2 separate regions of the Mus musculus genome follow, and region 1 is linked to region 2. Evidence: chromatin contacts called from public promoter capture Hi-C data. All regions are on one chromosome and are shown on one strand. The core of a region is the stretch at or near the end of the contact, and the rest is flanking DNA. Distances in the headings are between cores, read along the strand shown.

What was found. Capture Hi-C pulls out chosen DNA fragments and counts their contacts.
Region 1: a contact with region 2 is called in a promoter capture Hi-C map of adipose tissue. The contact joins two enhancer-like sites. A contact is called at or near these places in 1 of 15 datasets of contacts at CTCF or cohesin (the NIH/3T3 cell line), 1 of 484 Hi-C or Micro-C datasets (bone marrow-derived macrophages), 3 of 115 datasets of contacts at active chromatin or transcription factors (bone marrow-derived macrophages, pancreatic cancer cells and trophoblast stem cells) and 2 of 9 other capture datasets (adipose tissue and liver).

Annotation. Positions count from the first base shown.
Region 1 is chr3:122,565,438-122,568,603 of GRCm38.p6, reverse strand. All of the region lies in intron 5 of Fnbp1l (formin binding protein 1-like), which reads left to right. Among named protein-coding and RNA genes, the nearest start is that of Mir7657, 25 kb to the right of the region's middle. Within about 2 kb of position 1,848, at least 73 of the 459 cell types and tissues checked have an H3K27ac peak or open chromatin away from gene starts, as enhancers often do. A contact at or near this core is called in adipose tissue, where this site is marked.
Region 2 is chr3:122,312,738-122,315,897 of GRCm38.p6, reverse strand. No RefSeq gene overlaps it. Among named protein-coding and RNA genes, the nearest start is that of Gm40139, 7.3 kb to the left of the region's middle. Within about 2 kb of position 1,642, at least 34 of the 459 cell types and tissues checked have an H3K27ac peak or open chromatin away from gene starts, as enhancers often do. A contact at or near this core is called in adipose tissue, where this site is marked.

The DNA of each region.
Region 1 (3,166 bases), core at 599-3,098, 250 kb before region 2:
ACACCTGCTCCTGGAGGCTGTGTCCAGGTCTCAATCTGTGGGCTGTGTAGTAGGTGAGCTATTATTCATAATCTGCCAATTTTTTTTGTTGTATAATAACTAAGAAATATAAGGGATTGAGCTCATTTCATTTTCCTTTTTCCTTATGTAAATAGTGGGACAAATTCTTTAGTCTTCATATCCTGGTAAATACTAGAGATACTTATCCAGTAAGTGGGGTTTGGAGAATAAGGAAACAGTTATCTTGGGAAACTATTTGCTTGAGAGGAGAGAACTAAGATTGTGGTTTTTGAATGTTTTAATGGACTGGATTTCTCTGGCCCTCCTTTTTTTAACATATGAATACAGAAGAGCAATGACTACTTTATAGGAAGTATTTCTTCTAACTCAGTAGTCCAGTAATTCTGTACGCTTCTAACTGCAGAAGAAAAAGAAAACCTTATAGAACAGACTTAGAAAACATACTGCATACTGTTTACTTAAAATTCCCTAAGGTCCTTTATAATGTGGATTTTTTAAAAGGTTCTGTTATACATAAACAAGGTGTCCACATAGACACTATAGTCTTGTTTACTTGATATGCTCGATTGAAAGACTTTGCAGTATAAGATGAACTTTTTAAATGTTCAGGTTTCCAAGTGATTGGCTCTTAGCTAGCATTTTTTTTTTTTTTTTTACAATAGATAACTGTAGTCTTTAAGAATTGTGCTGAAGAAAGTTTTGTGTGTGTGTGTGTGTGTGTGTGTATTTAATATGTCTAGTTGTGCTTGTCAGAAAGGCTTGAAGACTGAAAATGTACAAGTTCATGCAAGATACTGTGGTGTTTCTTCATACTATGCAAATCTTTGGCATTTTGAAAGCTCGTGCATATATTTGCTATGTTTTTATGTTTTCCTGTTAAAGTGAATATTTAAAACTTAGATTCTATTTTTATTTAAGTGTCAATGATTTTTAATCACCAATGCTGATTTAGACTTCGCAGGTATATTAATACTCTGTTTTCATTTTCTTTGTAATTGGTTTCACCAGGACTTTAAGGGAGGATTTTTAGTTATTAAAATTTAGTCAGTGGCATCTTTAGTATCTGACATCTAATAAGTATGCGAGAGAGTGTCTATTTTCATTTGCACAGAATAACATACTCCTATACTCAGGAGGTGCTGGTTCCTCTAGAAATGGGTGCTGACATAAATCTGTTTACAATATGTGCTGACTCGCCTTTAGAACAATTGGCAGTTATTAAGAAAAGTTACAAAGGTTACAAAGTAAGACAGAACCATTACAAAAGTTAGGTATTTCAAATAATGTATTTTTTTCAGTCATGAACAATATTGTGAAAAAGTAAATTCAACCCTAGTCAGCCCTTTACTTTTCCTGGTCCCTCTATGTTCATAAGTAGATATGACATGGCTTTTATTTTTTGTGGAGCCTGGAGTCCAGTGAAAGAGACCAGCGTTATTTATATTTAATATGTAGAAGCAAATATAGCACCCTATTTCCTAATTCTTTTTCTTTTTAGTCAAAACAAAATTATAGAAACCTAATGTGTCCGAAATAGTTAAAGGGAGCTCTAACAAATGGGAAATGAGGAACGTGAAACAATTGAAGGAAGAAGTTAGAAGAAGTCACTACTCCCAGGATGAACAGTGACATTTAAAAGGAGGGCAAAAGAGAGTAGCCCATGAGGTAGATCTTGACAGAGTGGTCAGAACTTAAGGAGATTAATGTTAGATGCGCCATGTTGCAGTCAGGAGGCACCAGGTGACAACTTACAGTTTCCTAAGAGCAGAGCTCAGAAACAGCAGCTCCCTAGTCAGTCGTGGAGTGGCTTCTCTAGTGCCCCATGTCCTCTGTGCTTGCTTCATCGCAGTGTGCTGTTTCCTATTCTTCAGCGTGGCTGCACCCAGGGGCAAGGAAAGAGGAACATTTCTTTCTCACTGTTCTTTTTTAATCAAGGACATAAAACTGGCAGAAGACCCCAGCAGACTTCCTCCTAGGTGCCTTTGATGAGCCCATGGCAGGAGACAGGGACAGCAAACCACAGCAATTAACAGCCTCTGTATTGAAAGCAGGTTCTGCTGTGGAAGAAGAGGGAATAGATGTCATTTTCTATATTGTATAATTATACATGGGGAAAGGAATATTTTTAATTCATTTGTACTTGTGATTGCTTCACTGTTCCAAGAAAAGTGTATGTTTTTCTACAAATAAGATACATAATATAAAACACCTGTTTGTTACTATTCTCAATTTGTGTCAACCCATAGCCACTGGACCGCAGTGGGATTGTGTAAATACAAAATACTCAAGTCTTCTGCTTCCTTTTTCTGAGTAATTCTCAGAACACAGATCATAAAGCATTTTCCAGGCACAGACTTAATAGAGGCTTTCTCTGGGGATTCTTACAAACTCGAGTCACAGAGACGGGGAATTACACAGGGTTTTTCCAAGGAAACTACCTGGCTGCTTCACTCCAGAGAGAAAGACCAGGGTTAGCCAGCCCCACCTAGAGTGTACTTAATGGAAGTTTAAAATAAGAACATACAAACAAGGATTCCTAGACAGTGAAAGAAAATATCAGTCCAGAGACCACAATAATATATAGAAGAAAAAACAACTTAGAAGAAACAGCAACTATGAAAGGATAAAGAGATTAAAAAAAAGAATATCCAAAAATGGTATTAATTTTCTCTGTGGAATAGAGGAAATGCTATATCCATGGAAATAAAGGTAGCTACTATTAAAATTGAGGGTGTAAATAAGAAAAGAACTTCATATAGGGAGAAATAAGAAGTCCATGAGAAAAAGACAAAATTGAAGACATCTTTCAGAAAGTAAAAGTAACAGAGGTTAGAAATACAAAACAACATAATAAAATTAGAAATTTTCAAATTTTCAAAATAACCATGCTAGATTTAAAAAAAGATGGATAAAAGTAAGTCAAGGAAAACAATGCCTTCAAATGTAAAGTCATGAATTTCTGGAGGAAAGAATTTGCCAGCTTCCAGTGCTGTGAGCTATCAACACTTATCCTCATGAGAGCTGGCAAGGTGGCTGTGAGCCGGTAGCTGGCGGTGGAAGGAGCTGGCTGGCTCCTGCACGTGCACCCCTGACCTCTGAGGACACACCCTTCGATGGATATGTAAACAATGCTGTGACCTCTCTT
Region 2 (3,160 bases), core at 393-2,892:
GAAGGTCCGAAGTTCAAATCCCAGCAACCACATGGTGGCTCACAACCACCCGTAATGAGATCTGATGCCCTCTTCTGGTGTATCTGAAGACAACTACAGTGTACTTACATATAATAAATAAATAAATCTTTAAAAAAAAAAAAAAAAAAAAACACCTTCTATCAGGTGATGGGGGCTGCTTCTCCTCCCCTTGAACCCGAATGGGATTTTATCATTTCCCAAAGCCACGGCTTTAGGAAATGGTGCTAAATCCCCTCTGCACATGGGCTGTAAATAAGTCACAGGGCTCTACCTTGTTCCTGTATTCCCGTGGCACAGAAGTGAGCTGGCTTCCCGGTAGTAGGAAGACAGCAGGAAGCAAATGGGTTGCTAGATTAGTAAATGGTGTCTTATTTCAGAACGTGGCATTAACTAACACAAGTAATCGGAGCAAAAACACTTAAAATCTGCCTCAGAACAGGAATAAGAGTGGCAAAGCATGGGGCATTAGCATGTTATGCTAATTCGTCATTAAGAGGTCTTTGCTAGTTATATCACTTTATACTATTTGCATATATTAACAACTGCTTCATTAATGGGGCACTTAATTCCACAGTAAGGAGAATTAAGATTAGAATATACTTGTTGCAGGATAAAATATGAAATGTAAAATAGCAGAATTAAAATGAAGTGGGAATTATACGTTATCTCTAGGTCCTTGGATAACATATTCTTTTACAGATGTATATATGTATATGTGTATATGTGTGTATATATATATATGTATATGTAATCTTCAACAGCAATACTTCTGTAATCAAAATAATTCTGGAATATTAGCCCCTTATGTTTCTCTAAGGACATAGGCAAAGTATTGCATATAGTTAAGGTAGTTGTTATGCCTACCCCTCCCCAGAGCGTACACCCCTCCAAGTCAGATCACCCAGAAGTCAGTGTGAGGAAACCTTAGGCTTCCTGCATAGCTTCAAAACTCTGTCTAAAATCCTCATCTCCCTTCAACATCAGCCTCTCTGGTCAGCAGCTATGAATGTCAATCACCACGACAGACACCTGAGAGAAAGCCTTTCTGAGGAGGATGCATCCATTGGCCTTGTGGTTTCAGAGAGCCCGGGCCCGTAGACAGCTTCTCTGAGACAATGGTGAGACGGACCCTCGTGGCTAAAGGATGCCGCTGAGGAACACTGTTGGACAGAAGGCAGGAAGAGAGAGACAGAGATGGGATTAGGTAAGTGGCATTGTCTCTCCAGGGTGTGACCTCCACGACCTTTTCCTCCAGCTAGCTCCACCTCCCAATAACGTCATTATATTATGAACCCACAAGGGGATTGACTGAGCCACTGTTTAGGTCAGAGCCCTGAAGAGCCAATCACTACTCTTTTTAACATGGGGTCTCACTATATAGCTGAGGCTATGACTCACATTTGCTTAACATATGGGAGGCCCTAGTTTGATTCCCTGTCACGTATACATATGTATGTGTATGTGTATATGTATAGGGATTATCTTTCCAAACTTGAATATCCCACACCTCCTTTGGTGGTATCAGAGGACAGGAGTCTTTAAGAAAACAAGGAACTCTTTGTAGAGCTCAGCTCCCTCTTAGCTACAGTGCTTAACCACTCTTCTTTCCATGACTCACGGACAGGACAGTCCCTTTCCTCCGGCCCTTATCTCACTGGAGCCTAGGGCCTGGATCTCCTATCTCGTTTCCCCTCCCCCTGGCCAGCTTTCGCAGCTCTACCAGGTCTTTTGAAGGTGCTGCCTCTGGTCACGTCTCCTTTAGTCTCACTCTGTCCCAGCAATAGCAGCCTCCCTGCCTCACCCCCTGCCTTTCTTCTCATTATTTCCCTAGAGAACTCAGAGGAGGAGCTTGGACCAGCTGGGCTTCGCTTGTGCATTCCGCTCCTCTCTCAAGGAACTTCCTCTATCCCATGCCCTCCTGATCTCAGTTTGAGTTCATTCATCCATGATGTTGTCCGGTCCAAAGAACCACTGTGCACCCCAAAGTAGCCCCAGTTTCCCTTGGATCTCTTAGAATACTTTTTAAAAAAAGATTTATTGATTTTATGTATAAGAGTACACTGTAGCTGTCTTCGGACACACCAGAAGAGGGCATCAGATCCCACTACAGATGGTTGTGAGCCACCATGTGGTTGCTGGGAATTGAACTCAGGACCTCTGGAAGAGCAGTCAGTGCTCTTAACTGCTGAGCCAGCCCTCCAGCCCTCCGGCCCTCCAACCCCTCTTAAAATACTTTTTCATGTGCAGTTTTAGCCATGGTGGAAAGACCTACAGATGGCCAGGATGGTCGTGTCCTATGCCATTGCAACTGTGTGTGGTCCAATCGGGTGGCTTGTTAGAGATGTAAGTACTTGACTTGCATATCCCAAGCCTGTGTGAACCAGAATCCTGTAGGTGGGAGAGGTCACCCTTAGGCTCTGCCTCCTCTCCAGTATACCTTGGGCTCTCCCTATCCTGGGTCCTCTCTAGTAGCTTCTCCTCACGGCATCATTTTCCTGTTAATATTTGACTATGTACATCACCCATGCTCAGATCCTAGGAGCCGGATGTTCTGGAAGGACTAACCCAGAAAGCAGTAAGTAGCGGCTTTACCCACGCTAAGGAATGCTTCTGTTCTCTGCTGCACAGACCTTGGAGCGCTCCCTCTGTCCCATTCCCTTGCTCCAGATTGCTTTTTTTGGGCAAGGTCCCTGCTCTCCTGCCAAGTACAGGCGTGTGTTGCATTCACAAACATGTGCAGTGAAGGTCGCCTGCTTGTCTGGTGGTTCAGATAAGCTTTGCACACAGGTGCCCTGGCCAGCCCAGGGCAAAGGTCAGTGCTCTGCAGAGGGCCAAAGCCACACTTTCCTAAGAGGCCCCTCTGTACTCCCTAACCCACTGAGGGAACTTTAGACCTCAAATCAGGTAGGAAGGCTCTTCCGGAATAAGATGTGCATGTGTGTGTCTTTTATTTGGATATAAGTTTGAAGTTACGGAAAAGTCGTAAGTACAGCATGTGGAATTCCCATCCACTCTACCTAGGTTCACATTTTACCTACATCTGTTTCTATTATGACTTTTATTCTTGGGTGGGGGTGGGAAGGTATCATTCAAAAACAGGTTAAGGACATTATGCCCATTTCCCCCTAAATTATTTTGA